Regions from separate parts of the Triticum aestivum genome. Here region 1 is linked to region 2. Evidence: chromatin contacts called from public HiCAR-type data. All regions are on one chromosome and are shown on one strand. The core of a region is the stretch at or near the end of the contact, and the rest is flanking DNA. Distances in the headings are between cores, read along the strand shown.

Region 1 (2,816 bases), core at 171-2,670, 240 kb before region 2:
AAACGTGTACAGTGCCCATAAAATTTCAAATAATTTTGTGGGAATTTTCTAGTGTGAATGCAAGGTTGAAAATTCAAATATCAAAGTTTTGTGAAAGCGTACAGGACATACCAGTATGGTTCGATCTACTAATAAGCTGAAAGTAGCCCAGCCATAGTGGTAAAAATGTGGGTGAAATTGTTTGATTTCGAACAAAATTTATGTGTGAACACAATGTTTCGAATTGTAAACAGAGAAATTTCATAGAATGTGTAACTTCCATTTCCATTCAACTAGAATCTTTTAGAATCAAGTTCAAATTATATAAATTGGATTTGGACAAATTCAATTCTTGAGAGACCAACGAGGTGTAAAACATTTTAAAATTGATAATTGGATCCGAACTGGTTGTGTTTTGAGGAAAAGAGTCAGGATATATAGTTGAATAAAGACAAACTCACGAAAATCACAAGTTAGAAAAGGATATCTTTGATAACACCCACTGATTAAGTGCAATACCTTGAAGGGTTTAGCTGCTGGTCAGCTACTTCTCTTTGACTCGTACAACCTACACTATGGGTATGGTGTTTCAAACCTGATGTCCCATGTTTGGGTCCACAATGAACAGATTTGGCTTTCAGAGGCCTATTGTTTCCATCTGCTTCCGAGACCAGAAAGCGTTCCCATACCACAGAGGGATTGTTGCTACCCTGCCTACTTTGTATACCAATATCTCCCCTCAATTCCTCATGGACTTGCACTGCCTCAAACATGTCAGCATTATCTGTGCCATAAGAAAAATAGGAATCAGCATTGTCCTGTCCTGCTCGGCAGAACTCCCTACCATTCCTTTTGTGAAACTAGGAAGGATTCTGAATTAACACAATTTGACCTGCAGAGAGTAGGATTACCTGACGAATCTGTAGAAGGGGAGCCGGCGCTTGTAGATTGAATGGGCGTGTAATTGCACCCGATTACTACAGAAGAAGAAAAAATAAAAAATTGGATTCTATATTAACAGAAGTAGATCTGAAGGCAGGCAGGCAGGCAGTAGGGTTACCTAATGAACCTGTGGCAGTGGCAGGCGAGGTCTCAAGCAGAAGGTAGTATTGGAGGTCGTCGACCAAGTCATCGGCGTCGTAGAGCAGGTCCTTGAGGCGGGCGAGGGATCGGCCGAGCGGCTTGTTCCCGGTCGCCCTCTCCCCCACAGCATCGTACGCTATGTGGGCCATCTCGACCTCTGACTCGAGCAGCTGGATGTCATGGCCAAGCCCCTGCCGCCGAATCCACGCCTGCAGCTGCGGGATGGACAGGGTTTCCAGGATGGTCTGCGCCAGCCACCCAATCCCGTCCTCCATTCTTGAGAGCTCCCCTCCTTCTTTCTGCTCCGGAGACGCGGAGAAGAGATTATTAATTTTTCTGGGAGCAGCGGAGAAGTTTTTTTTTTTAATTAAGAACAAAGAGGAGAAGAGATGAACGCGCGATCTATATCTCGCTTACGGCGAGGGAGACGTAGCCCCGTCTCGCCTTATATTCCACTAAACCAGCTGGTCTAACGCTGTAGCTCTATGCAAACCAACCTGTTGCTGAATGGTGTGACACTTTATGGACCGGTTAAAAAAAAAGCTTTCGTATGATTTTTTGTCTTTTCTATTTCTACATGTGTTTTTATTGGTATTTTGGGGTTTTCAAAAGAAAATCTGCTTTTTCATTTTTCCCTTTCTCTTTTTTCCAAACACAAGTTGACCTTTTCAATATAGATGTACGTTCTTTAATACACGCGTAAAATGTTTTTATACACGTTAAATATTTTAAATATATGATGAACATTTTTAAAATACATGTTTAAACATTATTGAAATGAATGTTAAATATTTTCAAATACGCTTTGAGAATTCTTTGAAGGGTACAAAAATTATAAAAGGTGAATATTTGTTTGAGTTATATTACTAAAAATTTAAAAATATCATGAAATATTTTTTAAATGTATGAACATTTTTTAAAATTTCACATTCATTGTTTTTTAATGGTATTTTTCAAACTTGCACAAACTATTTTTAAAATTATATAAATTTTTAAAATGTCATGGGCATTTTTGAAATTTTATGAGCATTTTTTGAATGATACAAAAACAAGTATGTAAACATTTTTTACGTTGCATACACTTTTTAAAAAGATTATCAAGAATATTTCTTTAAATGCTTGAACATTTTTTAAACATCATGAAATTTTTGTTTGATCAGTATAAACTTTTTTAATAAAATACACGAACATTTATTTTACTCTGTGTTAACAATTTTTATATGGGCGGTGAATGTTGTTAAAAATGTAAATTAATTATTTTTCAAGTATTTATATTTTGAATAATAAACAAAGGACCTCAATAAGTCCCGGACGTTCGGAATTTAAGCATGCTAATCCGAACTCTTTTCATGGCAACTTTAATCAAGCGTTGTTGATAAACATGGCAATTTTCTGACAAAAAATCGACCTGAAACAAAGTTGCCATGTGTTAACAACTAAAGTTGCCACCTCGCAGCAACTAAAGTTGCCATAAAAAAAACGTTCGGGATGACATGCTTAAATTCCGAACGTTCGGGATTTTTCTATTCCGTAAACAAAATAAGTGTACATGTCTATTGTGTGCTTGACCTATGTGTATGTGCCTGATTGTGGGTCTGGCCCATTTAGGGAACGCCTGAGGCGAGGGAAACACACCGTCTTGCGAGTGAGACAAAGCGCTGACGGGTTGCACATAAAGAAAGGAGAGAGAACGCATTCTAGGCTGGAATTCAGACCAATATTGTGATCGCTCTGCTTCACAAACCATTATAAGA
Region 2 (2,700 bases), core at 165-2,664:
GGATTACGAATCCACCAGCAGATATGTTACTCGGCTAGCATCTGGGTACCAACAGAGATAATCCCAGCACTAACATCCACTCACCTGAAAAGCACTACCGCATTACCTCCCCAAGCCTCTGTAGCCACTTCAATTGCAGCCAAGCAAATCGATAGCCAGAACTCTAAAAGGTGTGGTGATCAAGTATATAAACAGTCCTAGCAGCAACTTGTGCATGCACCAATCCTAATATATGTACCACTTGTAAAATTACTACACAATGCCAGTTTAATGCTTCACTCCTCTCAACCTTTAGCTGGTATAGCAGTGCATAAAAAACACTATTCTGAACTGTAACAACAAAATCACCACTCTTAGGAGAAGAATACAGTAAAATGCTCAAACAGTACCTATATCACGCCTTGCAAGCCCAGCATAACATTGCATAGCAGTAGCACGCATATAATGTGTACCTCTTGTACAATTACTACACGATGCATTCCAGTACCAGTCATTCCTCTCAACCGTAGCTGGTATAGCAGTAATAAAAAGCAGTAGTCTGAACAGTGACAACAAAATCACCACTCTCGGGCGCACACACTAAGCTAAAAAGCTCAAACAGTACTCACAACACAGATAGCAACTCCAGCACAATACCCACTCATAAAGGTTAAATGTCCTGCTTATTACATGGTCAGGGATTACAAATCCATGAGAAGAAATGTCACTTGGCTAGCACCGAAACCGTCAGCAACATGGGGTAACTTGAAATACAGTGCAGCATTACCCCTCCCGGCCTCTCTAGCCTCTTCAACTGCCGCATCACTAACTGGAAAAGGGACGCCAAGCAAATCGATAGGCCGCATACTAAATTCTCCCGCGTCACTTGCTACCTAGCTCAAACAGCTTCTGCCTCTGGACCCGTTCTAAGGAAGTAGTACGAATTTTCCTAGAAGCAGATTCCGCCGGCCGGGGAGGTTGGGTCGAGGAGCCCGCACCCTATTACAGCTTACAATGAGAGGAAGGACGGGTAGGTGGCGGAGCTCACCTCGGTGGCGCCGATGTTCTCGATGATGGCGATCTTGTTGCCTGCCGCCGCGAAGACCAAACGAACCACCGGTTAGACAGGGGAGAAAATGAAGGCAGAGCCCTAGATCTATCTGACGGGCGAGAGGAAGGGGATAAGGGGAAAGGAACCTCGGAGGTCGAGCTCGCGCTCCTTGATGGCGTTGAAGAAGTGCGGGCTCTTCCATATCAGGTCGGCGTTGAGCCTCACCATGGCGGCGGCGGCGGCGGTTTGGAGCGGGGAGCGGGTGGCCAAGAGAGGCGTGGCAGTCGGCGAGGGGGAGAAGAAGAACCCTAGCAGCGGAAGCCGAGGGGAGGGAGAGGCGGCGGGCGGCTTCTCGCTATGGAGATGGGCTGGGCCTGGGCTTGCGTTGCGGGTCGTCCGCGAGACCTTTAAACCCACGGAAAGAAAAAGCTCACGGACTGGCGGGCTGCTGTGATTTTAAGCCCACCCCACGAGCTGGATGTGAGCCTTTGGAAACGAAAAAAAAATGTGTTCTTTTAGGGAAGGCCATCATGGCTAGCTTTATTAAAATTAAACAATGTTTACATCGTCTACGAGCTTACTGACAACACAGCCAGAGGCTCATCCAACCAACTAAAAGAAGATTTATTACAGAAACAAAAAATTAGCTAGCGCATGAGCTGCTTGATTACAAGAACGATAACAATGCTTAAAAATGACCCTCCCGATCAAGGAACTAGTATCCACACATTTCGCAAAGATTGCAGCCGCTGAGTCCCACCATCTAGTTTGACCATTACAGAAGTTAATAACCTGTAGGGAGTCTGATTCCGCTTCCAACCGATTGAATCCAAGAGAATTAGCAAAAACTAGACAGTCTCTCATTGCCAAAGCTTCTGTAGTGATCACATCTGCAGCGAAAGGGATAAATTTGCATTGTGCCGCCACAAAGTTTCCTCTAACATCCCGTAGTATGGCCGCTGTAGCCCCCGCACCTTCATCTGGATAAAAAGCTGCATCAACATTCAATTTAATAAATTGAGGGTCTGGCTTACTCCATTTTGCTTTAGGGAAACTAGGGGTGAGCGATGACGCCCTCTGATGATTGCTCGCAATGGATAGCACTGACAACGCCCATCTCCACTGTGGTGGAACCGATTCATTATGCGTTATTTGTCTTCTGATTCACCATAGGTACCAACCTCCCACGGCTATAACCTGATTGAAGTTCAAAGATGGATGCATAGCTACTTGTTGATCCGGCAGTGAGAGTATATATTCAAAGATGGCCGAACCTGATCTGTCAACATGTATCGCTTGGTCAATGCTATGAGTTAACCCAAGATGGGACCACAAGGACCATGCATTAGTGCACAAGAATAGCAGATGTCGGATGTCCTCGGCGCCTTGATGACAGATGGGGCATGCACCATTTGAACCAACATGCCTATTAGTAAGGATAGCACGAAGCGGAATAATTCCTCGCAAAAATCTGAACTTTACACTTTACGTGGACATTGCAGCTTCCAGAGAGTACTCCATACAGTCAAAGGGGTGGATCCACTTGGGCGCCCCATCATATTTGCATGCACCCGAAAAGTATGCATCCACTGCATATGATAAGCACTTCGAACTGAAAAAATCCCAGTTCTGTTTGGGTGCCATGCTATAAAATCATCAAATCCTTGTAA

What was found. HiCAR-type assays count read pairs that join an accessible place to other places.
Region 1: a contact with region 2 is called in a HiCAR-type map of leaf, with 10 times the contacts expected there. The contact joins the promoter of LOC123123857 here to the promoter of LOC123123853 in region 2. A contact is called at or near these places in 1 of 5 Hi-C or Micro-C datasets (leaf) and 1 of 1 datasets of contacts at active chromatin or transcription factors (leaf).

The regions. Positions count from the first base shown.
Region 1 is chr5D:558,032,234-558,035,049 of IWGSC CS RefSeq v2.1, reverse strand. It overlaps LOC123123857 (putative disease resistance protein RGA4), which reads right to left and starts at 1,420. Exons shown (of 4, transcript XM_044544499.1): 1 at 1,040-1,420; 2 at 891-956; 3 at 499-763. The coding sequence starts at 1,337.
Region 2 is chr5D:557,797,329-557,800,028 of IWGSC CS RefSeq v2.1, reverse strand. LOC123123853 (U2 small nuclear ribonucleoprotein A') reads right to left here and starts at 1,414. Exons shown (of 8, transcript XM_044544487.1): 1 at 1,177-1,414; 2 at 1,028-1,068. The coding sequence starts at 1,258.